Linked DNA regions of Ovis aries: region 1 is linked to region 2. Evidence: chromatin contacts called from public Hi-C data. All regions are on one chromosome and are shown on one strand. Each heading gives the region's core, a stretch centred on a gene start, on an enhancer-like site or on the middle of the called end of the contact. The rest is flanking DNA. Distances are from core to core; before and after follow the strand shown.

What was found. A called contact is a pair of places that touch in the nucleus more often than the background predicts.
Region 1: a contact with region 2 is called in a Hi-C map of hypothalamus, with 5 times the contacts expected there. The contact joins the enhancer-like site here to the promoter of PLK2 in region 2. A contact is called at or near these places in 8 of 16 Hi-C or Micro-C datasets (blood, hypothalamus, liver and 4 more).

What each region holds. Positions count from the first base shown.
Region 1 is chr16:21,967,295-21,973,622 of ARS-UI_Ramb_v3.0, forward strand. No RefSeq gene overlaps it. Among named protein-coding and RNA genes, the nearest start is that of ACTBL2, 23 kb to the right of the region's middle. Within about 2 kb of position 2,462, at least 6 of the 54 cell types and tissues checked have an H3K27ac peak or open chromatin away from gene starts, as enhancers often do. A contact at or near this core is called in hypothalamus, where this site is marked.
Region 2 is chr16:21,039,793-21,047,086 of ARS-UI_Ramb_v3.0, forward strand. It overlaps PLK2 (polo like kinase 2), which reads left to right and starts at 2,572. Exons shown (of 14, transcript XM_004016964.6): 1 at 2,572-2,971; 2 at 3,598-3,705; 3 at 3,849-3,965; 4 at 4,164-4,293; 5 at 4,525-4,612; 6 at 5,066-5,161; 7 at 5,270-5,468; 8 at 5,563-5,710; 9 at 6,053-6,150; 10 at 6,450-6,579; 11 at 6,808-7,048; 12 at 7,154-7,283. The coding sequence starts at 2,702.

The DNA of each region.
Region 1 (6,328 bases), core at 1,212-3,711, 930 kb after region 2:
TTCCCTAGTGGTTGCTGACATCAGACCATGCCCTCCCCTTCTCACCTCCCCTGCCTCACCCCTCCTCACCAGCAGGGTCATGAGAAGTCCACACCTGGGAAAGCCCTCTTTATTTGCATACCTTCTCCCTTGGAAGACTTATGCTCTTTGTCTACTTGACTAGAAGGGGAGAGACTGGAAAAGGAGGGAGGGTAGGAAGAAAGGCATTATTGATCCTCTTAGAATCTTTATAAGGGTGACTGTGCCTTGAATTTTCTAACCTAGCACTTAAAACTTTCTTCCCCTGCAGAAGTAAAACATAACACATAAAATTACCAATATTCTATCTTTCTGACATGCAAAAATGTCAGTTTCATATGACTCAGTCTAATAATAGTGACTGATTCTTTGAATCTGTTAGTTCTAAAGTTCAGTTTTCTGAAACTTCCTTGGGGATCCAGTGGTTAAGACTTCACCTTCCAATGAAAGTACAGGTTTGATGCCTCAAGGCCAAAAGACCGAATTATAAACAACAGAAGCAGTATTGCAACAAATTCAATAGACTTCAAAAACGGTCCACATCAAAAAAAAATCTTTAAAAAAAACTTTTTTTAATAAAGTTCATTCAGCTTTTTAATGGTTCCGATGACTACTGCAACCTGCCACTTTCCTTTGTAACTTTGTTACTATGGGAATTGGGTTCTACATCCCTAACAACTGACCGCAAATGAATTTTGGAACACAACCCACTTATATACTGAGGATTGCCTACAAAGGATGTTCTTTCTTAGGGAAGACAAGGCTGATGGATTGCATTTATTAGAATTACAGGCTAAGGAAACCACAAAAGGCTTACTTTGGGTCTCCAGATATCCCTCTCAGCCTTCTGGCTCCAAAACATAATCATAATCTACGATTGTCTGGTGGTGAGCCAGGCCATCCCAGGGAGAGCTGGAACCAGGGATACAATCCAGTCACGAGGCTGGACAAAAGCCACAGGTCTAAACATAGGGGCACAGAAGAGGCTGACTAATCTGTGGCTGGCTAGACAGGACATGTACTCAAAATCAGTGGTGCACTGGGTTAACCTGTGGAGGCTTAACATTCCTGGTGCCTATATATTCCCCAGAAATCTTGATCTCATGGATCCAGGGTGTGCCATGGGCATCCAAATTCTACACAGTTCCCTAGGCAATTCTAATGAGCAGTCCCTTTTGAGAACCATTGTTCTAAACTTCAGTCCAAAGCCAGGAGAGAGATTCATGGGTTAAATAGTATTTAGAGGTCCAAAATGAGTCCTTGATCCAGGATATCACCCAGACAGGTGAAGCCAGTGGTCAGAAGTCAATGGTGCCTGGAAGCAAGCAGGCTGCCAGGAAGTCCGGACGGCCTGTGGGGTCACGGGTAGCAGTCATGGCTTCTGGGGGCAGAGGGGAAGGGTGATGGGGAGAAGTCCAGAGACCAGGGGCAAAATTCTCTCCCAAGACATGGCCGCAGTCAAAAAAAAAAAAAAAAAAAACAAGGAGCTGAGCTTGATGGACGTGAGGTAGCACCCTGAAACTGAAAGGTGAGGAAATTCATTCAATGCTAACTTCTCAGCTTCTTCTATTCTTCTCCCTACAGTCCAGATGGCTCCTACAGCTGCAAGGAGGAGGTTTCATTAACCCAGTTGCAGGGATAAAGACTTCAGGGGCAAGATCCCAGCAGGTCTGTATAGTTTACCCCACAGAATAAACAACCTACCTTCCTCCTGTATGTCATGCCCCAAAGACAGAGCTATTTCCTTTAAACCCTGCTCAAGACCTAATCCTTCAGAAAATTTTCCAGTCAAAGGGCATAATGGATGGTCCAGTCTCTTGACTCAAGGTACAGTCATGCACAGTTGAACAGTCTGTACACTGCACAAAGACATCCAACTGAGAGAGGCTGAAGCCTAAAAGCGTGTGGCTTGGTGCAGGGCTCTTTCTGCACAACTCAGTGTAGGCTAGCAGCAGCTCTGACAACAATGACTGATTTGTATCTATTCAAATATTTGCTGACTGAAAGATTAATTTGCTAACTCTAATCCATCTCCCTATCAAAATAGATGGATAAATGTTTTATTTTATACAACTCACCAGACATTCTACACTTACTTCACACACATATATTTTCTTCCTAAAAAAATTGCTCATGAAACAAACAAACAAAAAAAAATCCATCCAGAGTAGCCAGGGAAAGCTTCTTGCTCTGCTTTTTCAGCCAATTTTACCCACTGACGACAGCAGAGAAAAGTATAAGGGCCCCTTGTTTTGCTGTCTTTGTTTCCCATGTTATGAGCAAAATTGCACAGGAATTATGAACAGTTAGCAAACAGTGTATAAGTGACCAAAAATTAAATGACAGCTCTATGAACAGAACCAGACCAGTCCCAGCTAAGCCAAACTGCTGGAATCCTGGAACAAGAATTAGGGAATCAAGTTCTACCCCTGGCCCTGGCCCCACTGCACTGCTGACCTTTGCTTGCTCTCACATCCCCAGCCTCCCAGGGTACACACAGGGCTTTGTGACCCATCCTGCACTGCCAAGACCACTGAGATGCTATTTGGATGGAGGCCACAGAGTCAAGTCACTGATGGGAGACCTCTTCAGCTGTGTCTCCCCCAGGGATCCAGCTCTGTCTCTCATCTCAGCCACTGCTTGGATGCCAATCCTTGAACAACGAGATCCATGGGAGGAGAAATGGGTTGTAGGAAGCATTTCATTCTCCAATGGGACTGAGGTTCTTGACAGAGCTTAACCCAACAGTGTAGCAAAATTCTAGTAAAATGTGACTATGCCTTTAAAGAACAGATACCTTCTGTACATTTGAACTGGGCTTTCCCTCTGTTCTCCCACACTACCCTTCCCCAGGCCTCACTCAATAGGTAACCCTTTGATACCCTTTGTCCTGTGAGTCCATCACAGTTGCTATGTGCTCAGAGGAAGAGGACTCAAATGATCCCAAACGGACTTCATTTTCTGGCCTTTGTCTCTTTCTTCACCAGTGAAAGCACCCCTTTATTTTGGAAATCGTATCTCTTGTGAACATAGGAACACAGTCTGTCTCAGCTGACTTGGAAATCATACCTATTGTGAACACACAAACACAGTTCTGTCCCAGCTGACAGGGGTCTCCAAACACACGTCCAAGCCCGATTTGGTTGGTTGCCCAGAGAAATACCTCCCTTCTCCAAAGCTGGAAGCAGCATAAACAGGGAAAGGGTAGAGAATACACCTTTAGAATTTATTCATATTTGACTTGGAGTCTCACAGCCTTGTCTTCCTTCCATTCGCTCACTGGAAAGCTCTGATAATGTAAGGAGTCTCTGGAGCAAATAGAAAAAAAGAAGTTCTTACTTTAGTAGAGTTTTTGATATGACCCCTGAGTCCTATCACTGTCTCAAATGGGCCTGGTTCGGGGATCTTGTCTTAATAGGAGCCTCCTACCCTAGTGCCACCTTCCTCTGGGAACTTGAATTGTAAGACTGGGTAAAGGAAGAGATAGATTTTGTTTTGTATGTTTTGCTTTGCTTGCTTTTGTTTTGCAAAGAACAAAATATTTGCCTTTATTTCTAAACTGACCTTCACCTTGCTCACCTGGAAGAGACCAGGATCTGAGATAGACATTGACACTCCCCACCCTTTCACTCAGGTCCCACCCCACCCCTGCCCCCCAGATTTGAGAGATTCCAAGGCTGGACCAAGCTACTCCTAAAGCCCTTTCCAATTTGAGATTCTATAACTCTTTGAAAATTTTTCATCTACTGAAAAAAAAATTTTTTTTCCAAAAAAAAGCTTTGCAAGTATAGCTTCTTATGGTGTTTCCTCTTTTCATGATTCACTTTCAGCTAATTCGGTTCAAATCAAAAGGAATAGAGAGTAACAGAACCGCATGTCTGTGGTGATTATTATTAATAGGAAACTCTAATTTTAAAACCGCAGTCTTTTCATGGGGAGGGATGCATAACATCTATACTTGAACCTTTCTTTTCTACTTTATTTTTCTTCTCTAGAAAAATTATCCTCTAAGAAAATAAATAGAAGAATAAAATATATTTAAACTGTAAGCCAACAAAGGTCCGTCTAGTCAAGGCTATGGCTTTTCCAGTGGTCATGTATGGATGTGAGAGTTGGACTGTGAAGAAAGCTGAGCACCGAAGAATTGATGCTTTTGAACCATGGTGCTGGAGAAGACTCTTGTGAGTCCCTTGGACTGCAAGGAGATCCAACCAGTCCATCCTAAAGGAGATCAGTCCTGGGTGTTCATTGGAAGGACTGATGCTGAGGCTGAAACTCCAATACTTTGGCCACGTCATGTGAAGAGTTGACTCATTGGAAAAGACTCTGATGCTGGGAGGGACTGGGGGCAGAAGGAGAAGGGGACGACAGAGGATGAGATGGCTGGATGGCATCACCGACTTGATGGACGTGAGTCTGAGTGAACTCCAGGAGTTGGTGACGGACAGGGAAGCCTGGCGTGCTGCGATTCATGGGGTGGCAAAGAGTCGGACACAACTGAGCAACTGAACTGAACTGAACTGAACTGAAACTGTAAGCATATATGATTTAATTTATCCACTCATATAAAATTAAATGGGAAGGAATGCAAGGTCCAATCATTTGGAGAGGCTTAAAACCACCCACTTCAGTGGTTCCTAGCCAGGGGCAATTTTTTCCTCCCGGGGACATTTGGCAATGTCTGGGGACATCTTTGTGGTCCTCCCTGATGGTGTAGCCATAAAGAATCCACCTGACAGTGCAGGAGATGGGATTCCATCCCTGGGTCGGGAAGATCCCCTGGAGAAGGAAATGGCAGCCCACTCCAGCATTCTTGCCTGGAGAGTCCCAGGGGAGATCTTCGGTTGTCACAAATGGGGAGGCTGGGTAACGGCGCTTTTGACATCAAATTGGTAAAGGCCAGAAATGCTGATAAACAACCTATATTCCTCAGGACAGCCCCCTCAACAGAATTATCCAGCCCAAAATTTCAATGCCAAGGTTGAGAAACCCGCCCTGCCCCACCCCGACTCCCGCCCAGGTCTAAAAGTATGAATGACTTTAGAAATACAAAACCACTATTTTCCCATACAAAATAGAAAAATCTCATTAGTGAATGCTAGACTAAGTCAAACAGCCTCAAAAACAGCAGTAAATAAAATTTGACTATAAAAACATGCAGCCTCTACCTTTAGTAGAGATGTGCTGTGCCACAGAGCTATTTCCCCGTGAGCCAGAAAGAACGCTGCTGTCACCTAGCGGATGAAAAGGGATCCTCACCAGCACAGCATTCCTGGCTCCAAGCGCAGGAGCCACAAGGTCGACAGGCATAGAATGCACGTATTTCCACGTTCGTAACACTGAAAAGAAAAAAGAAAAAAAAAAACCTTCGGTTGCGTGGCAAGCGATTGTTCACAACTTTTTAAAAATATACATGACTTAGCGTATTCAATTCATTAATTAACTTCGTGCCTTCAATTAATCTATTTTCTCCATTTCACGTTGTGATAAGACATGGAAGGTCTAGGTTTCTGATAACAGGTGTGCGGTGGCTGTTTTTATTCTCACAGTTGATTGGGGGTGGAGAGGGGTGAGGCAGTCTCAGTGGCCCCAGAACTCCCTGGTAGGACCTTCTCTTCTACTCACCCTTTTCATTGGATCATAGCAAGACAGCGGTAAGCTCTCAGCAAATTATAAATCAAGGGAATTCCTTCGCTTTAAAAAAATATGAATTTTTAACAATTCAATAGACTCTAATGAAATGAAAATTAAGAAGAACGAAAATATAGACAGAAGTCTTTCTCCAACCACACTGTCCTACACACACATACACTGCCGCCCCCCCACACCACACACACACACACAGTCCATAAAGATGGCGGTTGAAAACACTTGTCTAAGAAGTCTGAGAAGAGTGGGACCACCTTCCCTGCAGTTTCCAGAGGATCAGACCTCACGCTGGAGGACGGCAGTTTACCCAGAACTGTAGGCTCCCTTTCCATTCTTTTTGGTGTTCTTTCTCAAGGCTGAAAGGACTGAGCTTTGACTATTTTCATGTGCCAAAGGTAGAAAGCTTCCAACTCCTTCACCATGGAGATTCCTAAACATCTAAATGAGAAAACTTACTGTGATCTTCACAATGTGCCTTTTGAATGGGTCATGAACACTATTTCTGTGTTTTTGGACAAAGAGATGGTGGTTGGTTGGTTGATCGGTATTAGGACATTTTATCCTGACCCACCCAGTCCTTTAGTTCCCAAACCAGCTCATAGTTCAGGGTGCTTACAAAAATTCAGATGGTTCTTCCTCCTCACTGTTTAAGGGAGCAGCC
Region 2 (7,294 bases), core at 1,322-3,821:
TAGTTTATCCCTATGAGAGGACCAAAGTTTCTTCATTGCTCTAGCTTAATAGAGCAACTTAATAACTTACAGTCTTGATGACTGGTAGAGGAAAGACCCTCCTTTTCCTAATTTTTCTGTAAAATTACTTTGCTCTTTTTGATCACTTACAGTTTCATATAAAATTTGCAATGTGTGTCGAGTTTCACTAAAAATAATATTAGGATACTGCTTTACATTAAATCTAGAGAACTACAGGAAAATATCTTTTAATTAAAGATTTATCTCCATTTGAAAGTACGTTTATTTCCTTTTCTGCTCTACTAATAACAATTTTAGTTCTGTCCACATGATGGCACTAGAAACCAAAAAGAAAATCAGATTTTTTTTCATACTTGGACAGAAGACTCAATAACACATATACATGTTAGTATTTTATTAAGTGCTCAAATGTTTTGGAGGATAGACCTGTATTTCCTATGGCATGTTCAACAAACAGTACATCAAATGCTTAAGTAAATTTGGTAAAGAGATATACAATAATATATGATAATCAAAGAATGGAAATAATAAAAATATCATGATTATTCTTCACAGTCCTTTTATCATAAAAAGTCATAAACAAACTAGATTTAAAAGTTCATTATCAGCAGATAAAATACACGTGGTGTAAAATTAGCTCTGGAAATTCAGGTAGTAATTTCTAAACCAGCAAGCCTACTATAGGCTAGTAAACAACTCTGCCTAAATCTGGGGGGCAAAGGTCACCCCTAGGTTTAACTTTAAAGAGGAAGATTACATAAGTCTTCATGTCTACCTCTAGGTCCACCCCTGCCCTGACAATCTGGGGGTAAAGTTCACTTTTACAAGAAACATGCCTGGGCTTGCCCTGTTTACAGAATCAAAAAGGAAGAGTCATAGAAGACTTTCTCTTTCTACTTTGTAATGCCAGTGACACTCCTTTCTACACTATGTGGGAAGGACTTGAGACAGTCTTTGAAACCATGCATACCTAAGTCACTGATAACATGCATTGTTGTTGTTTTAGTTGCGAAGTCCCATTGGACTCTTTTGCGACCCCATGAACTGTGTAGCCCAGCAAGCTCCTCTATCCACAGGATTTCCCAGGCAAGAATACTCCTTGATGGTATCTGGACTTGAGCCAACCCTTTTCTAAACACTTTCCAGGGGGTTAGTAACCTGATGTTCTATATAGATCTGGAAATTAGTATTGAAATATTGTGAAATATATCTTATCTTAGATTTAAAAATTTGCCTACTGATCATTAACATAACTTGGATGATCTAAATACTTATACAGAGAGACTATATAAGAAGTTACAAATTCTTTAAACACCAGATTCGTCATCTGTAAAATGGGAATAACAGTATTTTCTACTTAAAATGGATGCAGAATTAAATAAGGCATTTGAAAACACTAAATATGGTGTCCTGCACATAAAAATACTATTGTCATTAGAGCAAGAAACAATGGTGTTCCTAGGTAGGCACATCTGAATTGTAAAATCTGGAAACAGGAAACAGCCATGTTTTAACTCACTAGGCTATGTTCCTCCCTCATGCTCCAATTCCCTCCATTTGGAAGGCCTAAGACTGCCTCTTTCAGCACCAGAGCAACCTCGTGGCTTAATGAGCCATTTAAACGACGCAGTCTGCATAACCCCTTCGGAAGAAGAGATAGATGGTCTCGACTGTAAAACCATAATCAGCACCAGGAGCCGGATTACACTACTTATTGTCAAAGCAAGCCCATAAGGCGGCCCACTCCAACCGCTAACTGCGCTTCTGGCACATTCCACGAGATGGCGCCTTTGCTCCCAGTCTTCGGACATACTGAAGGCGAAGCCTTTCCCAGGCAACTGCCTCCCTCGCCAAGGTTAAGAGCCTGACTTCGGATAAAGGCTTGATCTAGGGTGATGGGCACTAAGTGGGACTTGGCCATGGTTAGCCGACCGGCCTGAGCCGAAGTCTGCCTCGTTCAGAAGCAGCGAGGAGCTCCGAAGACCCTGCTCCGGGAATCCCTGCCTTTCAGGGGCACGGCCTCCCCGGAGGGACCCTCTAGACAGGAGCTGGTAGGGTAAAAGAGCGGGGTCCGCGGCAGCCCGGTGGCCCGGGGGAAGCCTCACGTGCCTGTGCAGTGGACTCTGGCCACAGTCACCCCATGACACCGGAGGCGTCAGGTTGCGGGGCGGTCAGCAAGGGCTTTGCGAGGGAGGGAACCTGCGATGACCGCAGCGCCGCGGGCCACCGGGTGGGGCCGAGGCGTCGGCCCCCGGGTTTCTACATCAAACCTAGAAGTTCGAACATTCCAAGAACGGGGTGCTGGTCACGAGGACGGCCGGACGCCTGTGTCCGCCTCCTCATCGCGGGGGGCGCTTCCCCGCGGCCAGACCTCCCGCTGTCGCACGTTCCTCGCGAGCGGAAACCCAGCGGCCCTTAACGACCTCTCGCCTGGCCCCGCGCGCTCTAGAGGCCGGTGGGCGGGGCGTTGCCCGTGACGTCGCGTTCCGTGTCGATTCTCCGCCCCCTTCTCCGCCCATATATAAGACTTCGCCCGGCGCTCGCACTCTCACAAGTGGACCGAGGCGTCGGGCGCGGGAGGTTGGCAGCGGTGGCGGGGCGGAGCTCGAGGGCAGAGGCCGGCTCGGTCGTGTGTCCGCGCCTCGGAGGTGGTGGCCGGTAGTTAGGCGACGAGGCGACCATGGAGCTCTTACGGACTATCACCTACCAGCCTGCCGCCAGCACCAAGATGTGCGAGCAGGCTCTGGGCAAGGCTTGCGGCGGGGACTCGAAGAAGAAGCGGCCGCAGCCGTCCCCCGAGGAGCCGCAGCCGCCGCAGACCCCGGCGCAGGTGCAGCCGGCGGTCCCGCACCATCATCACCACCACTCGCACTCGGGGGCCGAGATTTCGCGGATTATCATCGACCCCACGACGGGGAAGCGCTACTGCCGCGGCAAAGTGCTGGGAAAGGTGACGAGCGGCGGGCGCCCAGCTGCCAGGCGGGAGGGAGGTCTGCCCGGGCGTTTCCCCCGCCCTCCACCCCCTACCCCGCGGGCCGGGCCGGGCCGGACCTGGAGTCCCCGCTCCCCCGCCGTTTCTCGAGGTCTCGGTAATCGGAGCTCGGCGCGGCGTGGGGTGGTTACCTGCCCTCCTTTGGCTTTTGTGCACTGACAGCGCGGGGGTCGCGTTCTCCATCCTTGACCGCGGCTGTCTGCCTCCTCCACGAGCCCCAAGACATTGATCTTGAGGCCAGAAGCGAGGGTTTTCTACACCACACCTAGCCCTCCAGATGCCTCCCCACCCCCACCCCAGAGGATTTCCTTGCACATCTCTTCAGATCCTATTTCTCATCTCCCCGACCCCCAGCCCCGCTCCGTAAAGCTCCTATTTGTAAAAGGAGAAGGGGCACCGGTTTAACTTAACTGTTGTTAGGAGTGCTTTCCCTTCGTGAAGGAGCTTTTGAAAAAGTAGACCGCGTCCCTCTGTCCACCCTTCCTCATATTTTTGCTTATCTTTCTCGTTTATTTGTTTAAAAAAAAATCTGCCGTCCATGTTCCTGCCATACTCAATTCCCTCTTGGCTTTGTTTCCTTTCAGGGTGGCTTTGCAAAATGCTACGAGATGACAGATTTGACTAACAACAAAGTCTATGCTGCAAAAATTATTCCTCACAGCAGAGTAGCCAAACCTCATCAAAGGGAAAAGGTGTGTATGACTGTTGAGTAAAATATTTTCTTTGTGTGCAGAGATGGCCCTTCCCTGTTAGGAACATGTCTTCTGCATGTGTAAGCAGCTGGCTTTGCAGAGGTGAAGGAGGCTAATAAGACTGATCTTGCTTTTCGTTTTAGATTGACAAAGAAATAGAGCTTCACAGAATTCTCCATCACAAGCACGTCGTGCAGTTTTACCACTACTTCGAGGACAAAGAAAACATTTACATTCTTTTGGAATATTGCAGTAGAAGGGTAAGTCTTCACTCATCTGAGTGCATGTTCTTCCTGCACACTGACCTGGCATTCAAATTGCACTTTATCTGGCAATTTGATTGTGGACATAATTATAATATGGCAGCATTACCTTTCATCGCTCCTCCTGCATAAGGAAACTACTGATGCTGGCAACTTTATTTGACAGATTCTCTTTTTCCCTTCTCCTCCTCCCAGTCCATGGCTCATATCTTGAAAGCAAGGAAGGTGTTGACAGAGCCAGAAGTCCGATATTACCTCAGGCAGATCGTGTCTGGACTAAAGTACCTTCACGAACAAGAAATCTTGCATAGAGATCTCAAACTTGGTGAGCCTTTCATTCCAAACCCTGACTTTCGTATCAGAGGTGCATGCTCTCTTTCCCTTTTCTTACATAGTTAATGTTCTTAGTTGGGATCTAGCCAATGCAGTGTTGCTTCTGAATGATGGCTCGCCTGTTAAGCAGCTGGCTGCCTGCCTCTCGAGTGGATGGATGTGTGTGTACTTGGTTAGAATATTTTTTCAAGAGAATTCAGACTTTTTTGTTGTTGTCCTCCAGGGAACTTTTTTATCAATGAAGCCATGGAACTAAAAGTTGGGGACTTTGGTTTGGCAGCCAGGCTGGAACCCTTGGAACACAGGAGAAGGTAAGAGTCACAAGAATACATCTTAACTAGGGTTTTGTGGAGATCAAACATGCCCTTTTTATCTTCCAATTAATGTTTCATAGGTTAGTTGATATTAAAATCTATAAACTGCTACAATGTTAATTGAAGGAAATACTTACTCAGTGCCACTATAGCCTAGGCAGAGTATCTTCAGCCATAAGTTGATTATGAAACAAATCTTTTATTTGCCTGAAATGTATAAAAGTGTCCTGCTGTACCTGGTCTCAGTTGGCTTAAAGCACTTTGTCATGTGGCTGAAAACAATTGTACATGCATTAAAAAAAAAATTACCAAGTCGTTTGGTGAAATGTCAATTGTTCATACGCCAAAAGTTAAATGTTTTCAAATAGAAATTCAGCGTAGCTTACCCAGAGAACTAAGTTTAAACAAGAGGAGAGTTCCTAGTGAAATCTTCGTATTTTGTTTTCCCAGGACGATATGTGGTACCCCAAATTATCTTTCTCCTGAAGTCCTCAACAAACAAGGACATGGCTGTGAATCAGACATTTGGGCCTTAGGCTGTGTAATGTAAGTAAATGTACCAAAATAATAAAAAGTCAAATTTAGATATAGATTTTAGCACTGGAAAATAATTGCTTTATGATGGTTCCTAAAGAGGTGTTTCCTTGTATACAGGTACACAATGTTACTAGGAAGACCTCCATTTGAAACTACAAATCTGAAAGAAACTTACAGATGTATAAGAGAAGCAAGGTATACAATGCCTTCTTCATTGCTGGCTCCTGCTAAGCACTTAATAGCTAGCATGTTGTCCAAAAATCCAGAAGATCGTCCCAGTTTGGATGACATCATTCGACATGATTTCTTTTTGCAGGTTGGTGGATTTTTTTTTTTTTCATCTTTTTATAACATGCTCTTGATCCTAATTTCCCAGCAGGTTACTGAAAGACTTTTCTTATGCTTCCCAGGGCTTCACTCCAGATAGACTCTCTTCTAGCTGTTGTCACACAGTTCCAGATTTCCACTTGTCAAGCCCAGCTAAGAATTTCTTTAAGAAGGCAGCTGCTGCTCTTTTTGGTGGCAAAAAAGACAAAGCAAGATATATTGACACACATAGTAAGTTATAAGACTTTTTCTGTATCCAGTATTATATATATAAAGTTGATAAGTTAGTTGAAAGAGGCTTTCATAGTAACATAATTTGGCCAGTATGTTAGTAAACTGTTGAACTTTTGGTAGCATAATAAATCTAAATTGCAAACTGTAGTTGATAGTTTTGTTTCAGATGCATTAAAGTGTGCTTCTTGGATAATTGCAGCTGATGGCAAAGATAAAACTGTTGGTTTTGCTTTGAATGCTCTCAAGTTGGTTATTAACGCAAAAGGAGGAAATATGACTTGCTCTGTTTCTACTTGTTTGGATAGAATAATGCTCATAATCCTTTTTCTTGATTTACAGATAAAGTATCTAAAGAAGATGAAGAAATTTACAAGCTTAGGCATGATTTGAAAAAGACTTCGATAACTCAGCAACCCAGCAAACACAGGACAGATGAGGTATGCTAGAGAAGAATAAAGTAGTTATAAACGCTTTATATCATTTCCATTCTTTGCTAATTATCACTTGGATCATAATATATTTACTTAAAAGTTTTTTTTTTTCCCCAACTCTTTAAAAGGAAAGATTTTATCTCTTAGTTTAACAATGCATGCAGTTATCAGAAATATCTTTTACTTGGCTTGTGTCCATTGCTTTGTGATAAGCTTTCCTAGTAATTGCTATAATCTCATCTTAAACTAGAATTCTCAACTTTAGATGAATTTTAAATGCTTGTCATCTGGCTCTTCTCTTCTAGGAACTCCAGCCACCTACCACTACAGTTGCCAGATCTGGAACACCCGCAGTAGAAAACAAGCAGCAGATTGGAGATGCTATTCGGATGATAGTCAGAGGAACTCTTGGCAGCTGCAGCAGTAGCAGTGAGTGTAAGTTGTCAATCACATTTTAAATAGTGACACTCTAAATGCCAGTGTTCAACACTAAGCAGCTGAAGTCAGCTTGGTTTTTGGCCTGATTTAACATAGAAGAAGCAACTTAGAGGGTTGGAGCAATTTTGAGTCCTCTATCCTTAGAATTAGTGGAGGGAGACCTAGCACCTACCATAGCCTGAAGTTTTGTTGTTAATTATTTTATAACTTTCTCTGACTTTTTAGGCCTTGAGGACAGTACCATGGGAAGTGTCGCAGACACAGTGGCAAGAGTCCTTCGAGGATGTCTAGAAAACATGCCAGAAGCTGACTGCATCCCCAAAGAGCAACTGAGCACTTCCTTTCAGTGGGTCACGAAGTGGGTTGACTACTCTAACAAATATGGCTTTGGGTACCAGCTCTCAGACCACACTGTAGGAGTCCTTTTCAACAACGGTGCTCACATGAGCCTCCTTCCCGACAAAAAGTAAGTGTGTCCAGTTAAGGAAGCCCTGTCAGTTGTTCAGTTTTGCCCTAAGGAAAACAGTGACTGACTTTTCCTGTTTCTGGTTCTTTTCTCCCTGTTCTTTAGAACAGTTCACTATTATGCGGAGCTTGGCCAATGCTCTGTTTTCCCAGCCACAGATGCCCCTGAACAATTCATTAGTCAAGTGACGGTGCTGAAATACTTCTCTCATTACATGGAGGAGAACCTCATGGATGTAAGTACCCG